Regions from separate parts of the Mus musculus genome. Here region 1 is linked to region 2. A link is a contact called in public promoter capture Hi-C data. All regions are on one chromosome and are shown on one strand. The core of a region is the stretch at or near the end of the contact, and the rest is flanking DNA. Distances in the headings are between cores, read along the strand shown.

Region 1 (5,600 bases), core at 1,056-3,555, 95 kb after region 2:
TGAGGGTGTTGGATCTCCTGGAACAAGAGTTACAGAAAATTGTGAGCCGCCATGTGTGTGCTGGGAAGTGAACCAGGGTCCTTTGAAAAAACAGCCAGTGCTCTTAACTGCTGAGCCATCTCTTGGCTGCCCTAAATAGATATATTAGAAAAAAAAGCTTTCCAAGAAAGTTTCCAAAATACTTAATATTTATTTATCTTTCAAGAGAGGGTGGAGTGGGGAAGGTAGTTGGGAAAGAAGACAGGAAAATGCTTAGCAGTTACAGAGCAACAATACTTGAGTAACATGTGAGAGGTAGTAGAGGGTGAATTTAAGATGCTTACAAGCTGACTCTTGAGAGCAGATGTCACCAGGTGTTAGGGACTTTTAAGTAATCAGAGCATCCCTGGGTAACTGAGCTCATTGCTTCAGGTTTTTATTAGCAACCTCAGAATAGCAATGGCCTCTCACTCTGCCAATGTCTATCAACACTGGTTAAATAAAATTGGCTATAGCCTATTACTGGAGAGGTTAGAGGTATGTGGGGTTGGAATAACCTGGTTGGAGGAGGAGACCAGGAGAAGGAGGAGGAAGAAGGAGGGGAGAGAGGTAGCTACCATAGGGGAGATGGATGATGAACACATGGTCAGGAGAAACAGTAAGTAACTGGGGAACACCGTTGGGGAGGTAGCCAGGCCTGCCGTGAGAAGAGTAGGATAGGGGTTACACCCACAGTAATTGTTAAAGCCAAATAAAATGACCATAGTGTGAGTCTCATTTGTGTGTAAGCTAGTTGGGGATAAGCTTAAATTGGTTGTACTACATGCAAGAATGCCTTTGAAACTAGAGATGTAAAGCTCAGGGTACGTCTCTAAGATTATGCATGCGCTCAAACACACACATGCATGCATACAAGCAGGCACACATGCATGCATACTGAACCACAGAGAGGTGGATTGGGGAGAGAGGAAGGGGGAGAGAGGGAGTCAGAGTCAAAGACACAGTTTGAGTGAATTGATTATAGCTGCTACCTCAGATTTTCTAAAAGAAAGGTAAAAGAGCTTCCAGGTATGCACAAGAAGACAGGGTACTCTGAGAAGTTTATTTAAGTAAAATTTGTTCTGTCACATAAGATGCATTATAGTTTATAATATAAAATCATGGTGTATAAACAAAGGTGCTAAAGTATTAAGAGTATCTCCGTTTGCTGGGTCGTGGTGGTCCACTCTCTTAACCTCAGCACTAGGGAGGCAGAAGCAAGTGGATCTCAGAGAAAAGACAAACAAAGAAAAAACCCCCAAAGAGTATTTTGTATCTGTATTATTTTCAGATTCCTTCTTGATATACTGTGACATAAGTACTGAAAGATATAACAATATTAAGTAGGCTTTCTTTTCCTTCCTTCCTTCCTTCCTTCCTTCCTTCCTTCCTTCCTTCCTTCCTTCCTTCCTTCCTCTTTTTTAAAAAAACAGGTCTTACTTTGTAGCTCTTGTTGGTGCGCAACTATGTAGATAGACTAGGTTAGCTTTGAACTCACAGACATCTCCCTACTTCTGCCTCTGCCTGGGTGGTTCACAACCACTTTTAACTCTAGCTTTAGAGGGATCTGACTCCTGACCTCTTGCAGATACACTTGTGTGTACATACCCATCCAGATACACACGCATATAGAATTAAAAATAAATCTTCGATAAAAAAGTAAAATTAGCTGGGTGGTAGTGGCACACGTTTTTAATCTCAGCACTCAGGAGGCAGAGGCAGGCAGATCTTTGAATATAAGGCCAGACTAGTCTACAGAGTGAGATCTAGGACAGCCAGGGCTACACAGTGAAACCCTGACTTGGAAAAACAAACAAACAAACAAACAAACAAACAAGTCTGCCATGATGGTAGCCAATCTTAAGATGATTTTGGGAGTGTCCTTTTCTTTTATTACCTTAATATTACAAACAGTTTAATTTTTATGTTCCTTTTATCTTGGCAGGGCTGGTCAAGACTCTCTTGTAGCTCAGGCTGCTTTGGAACTTGCCATGTAAAATGGCTGGCCTTGAATTCAGTGATCTTCCTGCTTCCAAGTATAGTGCTGGGGGTGGGAGGGTATGGGTGTGAGTGGCCATGCCCTGTGTTCCAGGAGCCCAGGGCTTTAGTTTTACTTTCACTTTCACCGTCCCATTGTTCTTTTCTTATTGTAAAATACATTAAAAAAATTCTCTCTCTCTCTCTCTCTCTCTCTCCCTCTCCCTCTCTCTCTCTGTCTCTCTCTCTTTGTGTTTGTGTGTGTGACAGGGTCTAGCTTTATAGTTATGGTTGGCCTAAAACTAAGTATGTGGACCAGGCTGGCCTGAAACTCACAGAGATCTTTCCCCTTCTGCTTTTAAAGTGCTGGGATTAAAGGTGTGCACCACCATGCCTGGCTTTTTAATTTTTTTTTTTTTTTGAATAAGTTATTTTCTGGAGCTAGACCTTTTAAAGCACAAGATTTTTAAATTATACTTTTAGCTTTTTAAAAAAATTTTTTTTAAAGTTTTTATTTATTTATTTATTTTGGTTTTTCGAGACAGAGTTTCTCTGTGTAGCCCTGGCTGTTCTGGAACTCACTTGTAGACCAGGCTGGCCTCGAACTCAGAAATTCGCCTGTCTCTGCCTCCCGAGTGCTGGGATTAAAGGCGTGCTCCACCATTGCCTGGCTACTTTTAGCTTTTTAACTGACTTTATCAACCTTCCTCCTAACCATTGCTAAGTAGAAGTGTTATTTCTGTGACAAATGGGATCTCCTTGCTTCTTTACATTTGCTAATAAAAACTTGATGAAGATGTGGTTTTAGTTTCAAGTATCTAAAACCTGGCTGAAAGTTAGCTCTTTCTTAGTTACTTTTCCTGTTGTGATAAAACACCCTGACAAAACAACCTAAGGGAGAAAAGTCCACTGTGTGGGGAAGTCTGGAGCAGGCATTTGAGGCAACTGGCTATGATACACACATGTACGTGGGTGGTGTCGCTCAGTTTAGTTTCTCTTTTCCCTTCAGTCTAGGACCCCAGCCTATGAGATGGTGCCACCCACCTCTACTCACCTAGTGTATATACTGCCTCATAGGGATGCTCAAAGGCTCATGTCCTAGATAATTCTAGATTCTATCAGGTAAGCAGTCACCGTAACCATCACAGAACAGCTACTCTGACGCTATTTACCTTTCAGTGTCATCTATAGCCATTATAAAGACATAGTAATCACATCACTTACTCCATAAGCTGGGATTTGTGATGTGTAAATGAGAATGACCCCATAGGTTCACATATTTGAAAACTTGGTCTGCAGTTGGTAGAACTGTCTGGAAAAGATTAGGAGATGTGGCCTTTTTGGAGGAGGTTGGTCACTGGCTTTGGGGTGTAAAAAGCTCACACTGTTCCCAGTTAGCTCTCTCTCTGTCTTGTTCTTGTGCATCAGATGTAAGCTGTCAGCTGCTGCTCTAGTGCCATGACTACCTGCTTGTTGCCATGCTCCCTGGCATGATGGGTAAATACTCTAATCCTTTGAAACCATGAACCCCACATTAAATGCTTTCTTTTATAAGTTGCCTTGATCATGATATAAAGCTACAGCTTGGTACTACAAAGTGTTATATTGCTGTAACAGGCCTGGCCATGCTGTTGTTTGGAGAAATGTGAAAGACTTTGTGTTTTTGAATTAGAAAAGTTGTTGAATGCTGTAAGCCTATAAGTGGTCGTCAGTGGGCCATCCTAGTAGGAGTTAGGAAGACAGTAAGTATTGCTGAGGCCATGTGGGCTATGAAGGCCCTGCTCAAGAGGTCTCATAGATGAACATTAGCTAGAGACCAAGAACTAGAGATCATTTTTGTGATAATTTGGCAAAGAATGTTGCTACATTTGCTTTTATCTGAATAATTTGTCTGAAACTAAATTGAAGAGTTTTGTTCTAATTTCATTGGTAGATTTCAAGATGACCTCATATTGATATGTGTGACTATTAGTGATCAATCACTCTTATGCAGATTTACAATGAAAATGAAAAAGCAGAGCAAAAAGAAGTATAAAATGTACTCTTTGAGGAACAAGAAAGAACCAGGAAATTTAATGTTGGGGCCTTGATTTCTGCTGAAAGAGATAAGGAGAAATGGAAAAAAGGGGAGTGATAGCCACAGAGCAAGACTCTCACGTAGCTAAGCCTGCAATCTGTGAAAAGAAAAGGCCTAAGGAATTATCTGATCCTAAAGAGCGACAACAAAGGAAAGCTTATATGAATGTAATTCCAGGAGGGGGCCAGGCTGCATCCCAAGCAGGCAGCAGAACTTGGCAGCATAGTGGTTCTGGCTTTAGAGCCATGAAAGATACAGGAGTACAGGGACTATGGAATTGTCCTCCATGGTTAAGAAAAGATGCTGAGGTCAGGCATGTGGAAGACCAGAAAGGCCATTACATGAAGCTGTGAAAGTGGAATCTAGATTGTGTTGGAGACCCTAGGGTGTTGGAGATGCCAGAGATGTCAGAGATGTGGAATATTTGCCAAGAAGAGCTGCAGACAGTTCTCGAGGGAGAAGCAGTGTGTTGTCAGCAAAGCTGGAAGGACGAGGCATTTAAGTCATCAGACTTGGACTTACAGGATTTGGGGGTTTCCCTTCTGTATTTTGTTTGGTTTTGTTCTGGTCCAGTATTTCCTCTTCTTGCTTCCTTTCTTCCCTCTTGGAATGATAATGTGTATTGTATTGTACATTGGAAGTGTGTGATTTGCTCTTGCTTTTGCTATTACAGGGGATTACAATTAGAGATTAACTTGAGTCTCAGAAGAGACTTTAGACTTGAGACTGACAGACTGTAGAGCTTTTTGAAGATAGATTCAGTGCATTTTGTAGTATGATATGGCTATAAAGCCTGTAGGGGCCAGGAAGTGAGATGTGGTGGTTTGAATGAGAATGGCCTCCATAGGCTCAGATTTCCCAAAGAGGTGGAACTGTGTGAGAAAAATTAGGGGTGTGTGTGCTTTGAGGTTTAAAAAGCCCACACCATTCCTAGTTAAGCTTTTTTCTCTCTGCCTTGTGCTTGTGGACCAGATGTAAGCTCTCAGGTTCTGCTCCAAGACCATTCCTGCCTGGTGCTATATATCCTGCCATGATGGTCAAGGTCTGTAACCCTCTGGAACCATGGACCTCCAAAGTAACTGCTTTCTTTTATAAGTTGCCTTGGTCATAGCCATAGAAAAGTAACTAAGACAGACATTTGGAATGTGAAAGGATGCACTAGTGTGTGTGTGTGTGTGGGGGGGGTGTATAAATACACTTGATGGAAATTGGTTTTACTATGTTAAGGGACTTTGTGAATAATTATGTTTAAGTACTTTTCAAAAATAAAAAGTCTTCCAGCACTTGGGAGGCAGAGGCAGGCAGATTTCTGAGTTCGAGGCCAGCCTGGTCTACAGAGTGAGTTCCAGGACAGCCAGGGCTACACAGAGAGAAACCCTGTCTCGAAAAACCAAATAAATAAATAAATAAATAAATAAAATTAAAAAAAAAGGTAACTTCAGTTCTTAAAATAGAGATATTGAGAGCTGGACAGTGGTGGCGCACACTTTTAATCCCAGCACTTGGGAGGCAGAAGCAGGCGGATTTC
Region 2 (5,412 bases), core at 252-2,751:
AAAAACACTTTACATGGATTAAGAAAGTACAAGGGGGGGGGGCTGGTGAGATGGCTCAGTGGGTAAGAGCACCCGACTGCTCTTCCAAAGGTCCGGAGTTCAAATCCCAGCAACCACATGGTAATGAGATCTGACTCCCTCTTCTGGAGTGTCTGAAGACAGCTACAGTGTACTTACATATAAATAAATCTTAAAAAAAAAAAAGTTGCAAAGGGCATTATGAATGAATGGTCTGCTACAACAGTTTAAACTTGGAAGTTTGCCAGAAAATACTGAGAGTGAAGGCAGGCTTCTGGTTTTGGTTTTTGAGACAGGATCTCTCTGTTATGTACCTCTGGCTGTCCTGGAACTTGCTATGTAGACCCACCACACAAGACTGGCCTCAATTTACAGAAATCTACCTGCCTCTGATTCCGGAGTGCTGAGATTAAAGGCGGATGCGTCACCACACCTTCTTCAGGCTTCTGTTTCAGAAGAACCTTGAAAACCATGTTAAGAACTTTGGGCCTAAGCCGGGCGGTGGTGGCACATGCCTGTAATAATAGCACTTGGGAGGCAGAGGCAGGCAGGTTTCTGAGTTCGAGGCCAGCCTGGTCTACAAAGTGAGTTCCAGGACAGCCACGGCTACACAGAGAAACCCTGTCTCGACCAAACAAAAAAAAAAAAAAAAGAAAGAAAGAAAAAAGAAAAGAACTTTGGGCCTATAGCATCTTGGGGGGGCGGGGGTGGGGGTGGGGTCTGCTGCTAAGCCTCACTACTTTAGTTCAAGCACCGGATTCACAAGGTGAATGGAGAAAGCCAACGCCGGTTGTCTTCTGACCTCCACAAGGGTGCCCACCCTTAGCGCATACTCATGCCTCAGTAAATGAATTAATGTAAAACACTTCTAAAAAGAATTTTGGGCTTTATTCCATAGGGTTCCATGAGTATTTGGGTGGGCTTGCTTGGTTTACAGGGAGGAGAAAGGAGAGATGGGAAGGCCAGACCAGTTGGCTGCAACTAATACTTGTCAAACAAGAATTACTAAGAAGTGAGTCTAAAGGATAAGGAAGGTCGGACTTTTTGTTTGTTTGTTTGTTTCTTGGAGTGGGGAAGCAGACAGTAAAAACTCTCCCCTTGCTGCTTTCTAAGATCTGCGTTAGTGATCGGCTTGATCCTTTGAGTTTTGTCCAACCTCTGGTTGCAGTGGGTCACAAATCACCCATTGGTGATCAAGTCTGCTTAGTGCATCACGTTTCCAAACTCTATAGAAGATCTTGGGGCGTTGGGAGGGAGGGGATGAAGCACACACAGGTCATGGCTATGACTAAGAGTCATTAACTGGTAAAAGAGGTTGGTGACATCGAAGCTTGTGGAGGTCCTTGAGAGGGGGCGGGGGCGGAACTGGGGGTGGAGCTCCAAGCAGAAAGACGGGGGACTTAGGGCCTGGAAGTCGCTGGTGCGGAGGCTGCGAGCATCCCTCTTGGATTCGGTAGGTAACTACAGGGGGCGGGCTTCGGCTGAAGGGCGGAACTTGAGAGCCAGCCAGGGTGGCCGCAAAAGACTGCGGGCTTTTTGCCTCTGCAGGGACGGGGTTAGGCAGGGCCAGAGGCGGGGTTTTAAGCCCAGCCTTCAGTTGAACGTCTACGATTGAGCGGGGTGGGATCTGGGGCGGGGCTTGGGGCGGGACCCAGTCTGCTTTTTGACAGCTGTCTTTCGGCACAGCCGTAGCCGAGTTGGGTTAGGAACTTGTGGCCCGGCTCTCTGCGCGTCCCCGTCCCCCCGTGGCCCTAGCCCCGGCCATGAAGCGCATCTTCTCCTGCTCCAGTTCACAAGTGGCGGTAGGTGCCAAATGTGTGGGAGAAGGGCTGTGGCTGGGATTCAAGCCCTGTGTTGACAGAAGTCCTGAGTCCCATCTCCATGGATGATCGCATTAACCCTGCCTGCATCAGTCTTTCCTGCGATGTTAGCAGTTCTGATAATGCGGTCGCCAGCCCTGGTAACTGAACTTATGGGTGTTATTAAAACCCTGTCCCTTAATCTTTTCCTTCCCAAGGTGCTTCCCCTTGGCTCCTTTTCCCAACATATTTGGCTTCCAGCTTCTGGTATGCTTTCTAAAGTTCTGTTCTCTTCCAATGACCCTGGTCTCTACTTCAGCTGCGGCTCCCAGTACCAACCCACCTCCAGACATCTGCCCGCCCCCACCCCAGCCTTTAAATCCGTTCCTACTTCTATCCCTAATTCCTGCCCTATAGCTTCACTTCCATCCTTGCCTTCTCACAACGTTCTCTCTCACATAGCTCCATTTTTACTCTTTGCTTTCTGCCCCTAACAGTATTTTCTGCCCCCAAAGTATTCTCACCCCAGTGCCTTCTTCCAACCCTTCTTCACAGCCTCCTTTACCAAACTTGCCTCTTCCACTCCATGACACTGCCTCTTCCACTCTCTCAAGCACCAATCCAAATCTCTTTCCAAGCGTCTGTCCAACATGGGGCCTCTGTTTTCTTAATTTCCAGTGACCTTTTCCTCAATATTACTTCCTCTACCTTTTGCCTGGACCTCCTGCCTGCTTACAGTGGCTTAACCTTGCAACCTAGCTAGCCAGACAAACGCTGTCAGAGGACAGACAAGTCTCCTGGCTGATCCCCAAGAGCCTGGGTGAGTTGCCTGCAGAATTTACCCTGGCCAGTTCTCTGTACTGTCTAGTCTTCAGACTGGTTCTTGGGACCAATCAAGTTCTGTCTGGTTCTCCCCCCATCCCACCCCACCCCCAATTATTCCTTTGTCTTGTTTAGCATTTGTGTTCATTTTCTTTGATTGAGTTAGGGGAATGAGATGGTGAAGGAGAAGACAGAGTGGATCACAATGAGAGAGTTCCTGACAAGGGTTACTCTCTTCTCCGTTCTCTCCCCTCTAGAGCAAAACAAAGATTTTGGAAGATGGTGGTTCAGGGAGGATACAGTTGTCCTTCTCTAAAGAGTTCTTCCGGAGTGGCCCTCTGTGGAGGGAATGGCGTCTTCTGAGGAGGTTGGGGGTATGAGTCCCTTGGTACTAATATTGCTTAGTTGACGCGTCATTCATTCATAAGCAGATGTGAGAAATGTTTGGTTATCTCACTGTGCCTGGCAGGCCACAGAAACCTGGCAGAAACCTGTGAAGCAAGAGTAAGAACTGTCTAGGCCTGTCTCTGTCCCATTTACATTTGCTTCTGCATGGAGTTTCTACACACTGACCAAACAGTAAGGGCCTTTACTCTTACAGATAACAGAAACTGCGGCTACCTGGGTTCTTAACACACTGGCTTAGCTCTCAGTGATTTTCTAATCCATGGTCACTTTCCCCTAATTATGGAAAGTTCCCAGAATTGTTCTCCCTTTCAGATTTATGGAGTCTGTTTCTCTTTAGGAGGGGGACTATTTCATTCTTTGTTGTTGTTTGTTTTGTTTTGTTTTGTTTTTGTGTTTGTTTGTTCCTTCCACACAGGGTTTCTCTGTGTAGCCCTGGCTGTCCTGGAACTCCCTTTGTAGACCAGGCTGGCCCCACTCTCAGAGATTTGCCTGCCTCTGTCTCCCAAGTGCTGAGATTACAGTCGTGAGCTACCACTCCTGGCTTAGTTCATTCTTTTTTGATTCTTCCATCCTGGTACTAACCAGGCCCAACCCTGGCTTAGATCCTGAAATCAAAAAGTTCAAGGTGATATGGCCCTAGGCCTTTTCTGGTTCTCTAGTCCTTGGGCAGTGAGTGCCTCCTTTCCTAGATGCTGGAGTGAGCGGTGGGCTAGATCTTGGGATCTAGAACCCTCCCTCATCCTTCATGGCCCTAGTTCTCTACGTGTTTGACCATGAGGAACGTCCACTCATCTGAATGCCTAGTATTGCAAGATCAGAGTTTATCAAGAGTGTAGGGCATGAAAGGCACACTTAGAACTGCATGCTTAGACTGAGAATGTCTTTTCTTTCTTTTTTTTTTTAAGATTTATTTATTTATTTATTTATTTATTTATTTATTTATTTATTATATGTAAGTACACTTTAGCTGTCCTCAGACACTCCAGAAGAGAGAATCAGATCTCATTACAGATGGCTGTGAGCCACCATGTGGTTGCTGGGAATTGAACTCTTGACCTTCGGAAGAGCAGTCGGGTGCTCTTACCCACTGAGCCATCTCACCAGCCTGAGAGAATGTCTTTTCTCAAATTAGACTTGCCAAAGACTTTAAAATAGGTTGTCTGGCTTCAGCTATGGGTTGTTCCTCAGGAAACCCTATTATCATAACCCCCAAGATGATGTCCCCCGCTTACCACACAGAGCCTTTTGCAGATCCTGTGACAGCTTTTTTTGGAAACCCCAGAAGCCCAGTTTCCCAGTTATGCCAGCCAATCATCTCTTGCTATTCTAATCCAAGTTTTTGCATGAGGAAGCTTCCTCTGAGGCAAGGATGGAGTGATCATTTAACACATAGTCTGCGTTGGGCTGGGGATGTGGCTGAGTCGAGAAAGTGCTTGCCTAGCATGCTTGAAACACCCTGGGTTTAATCCTCAACTCCACATAAAGTGGGCATGGTAGCTCATGCATGCCATCCCAGTACTCAGGCAAAAGGATCTGAGCTTCAAGGCCATCTTCTGTTACAGATGGAATTTGGGGCCAGCCTGATACATGAGACCTGTCTCCAAAATAATAATAATAATAATAATAATAATAATAATAATAATAATAATAATAATGTAGTAAATCAGCAAAATCTAATGTACAGCATATATTGTCTAGGAAAAAGACAAAAGCTCAGGCCCTCTAATCTCGGGTTATTTGACTCAGAGTCAATGATGCCTTCAAGGGAGGCAGAGACCTAGGCTGACTCTGCCTGGGCAGGACATAGACCAAGAGACAGGCTGGTAAATAGCTTTGAAGCTTTGGCACCAGCTCAGCATAGAGGAATTTCTGTTGCATTTAAAGTGTTAATCACCAGGTCCTCATCCCTCCAAGGCAGGCATTCCATTTCCATCCACCTGATCTTCAGCAGAAGCCACTTGCTCCTCCATGGCCTGTTGGTGTCTTTGTCCTCCCATCTTTGACAGCAAGCCTGTGAGTTCACAGTCAGAGATAGGAGAGGGCACAATTACATCCACACGGGTTCCTTAATCTCATCGGTAGAAATGGCATGGCTTGTCCTTGTTAGGGAGTCTGGTGATTAATTTGCTGATTGCTCCCTGGAGGCTGTGCTGCTAATCCAGCGTGTCCTTTCCAGGGTGCTGAGGCAGGTACTAGACTGAGTCCTGGACTTTGGAAGAAGCCCTCCCGTCCTCTACTTTCCAGTGGTTTTATTATGAAGAATTTCTACCTTTTCTATAGTCTCCTTGGTATACCGAGACTGTAGAAAATAAGCCGGGTGGAGTCAGAAGGACCCAGCTGGAAATACATACATACATACATACAT

The links. Promoter capture Hi-C pulls out the DNA fragments that hold promoters and counts their contacts.
Region 1: a contact with region 2 is called in a promoter capture Hi-C map of pre-B cells, with 2.1 times the contacts expected there. The contact joins the enhancer-like site here to the promoter of Ankrd35 in region 2. A contact is called at or near these places in 7 of 39 promoter capture datasets (the 3T3-L1 cell line, HPC-7-derived erythroid cells, embryonic stem cells and 4 more), 1 of 484 Hi-C or Micro-C datasets (CD8 T cells), 3 of 115 datasets of contacts at active chromatin or transcription factors (effector CD8 T cells, embryonic stem cells and microglia) and 2 of 9 other capture datasets (adipose tissue and pancreatic islet).

Annotation. Positions count from the first base shown.
Region 1 is chr3:96,762,641-96,768,240 of GRCm38.p6, forward strand. The region is part of intron 3 of Rnf115 (ring finger protein 115); the gene reads left to right. Among named protein-coding and RNA genes, the nearest start is that of Rnf115, 38 kb to the left of the region's middle. Within about 2 kb of position 2,306, at least 53 of the 459 cell types and tissues checked have an H3K27ac peak or open chromatin away from gene starts, as enhancers often do. A contact at or near this core is called in CD8 T cells, liver and pre-B cells, where this site is marked.
Region 2 is chr3:96,668,630-96,674,041 of GRCm38.p6, forward strand. Ankrd35 (ankyrin repeat domain 35) reads left to right here and starts at 1,502. Exons shown (of 14, transcript NM_001356538.1): 1 at 1,502-1,820. The coding sequence starts at 1,782.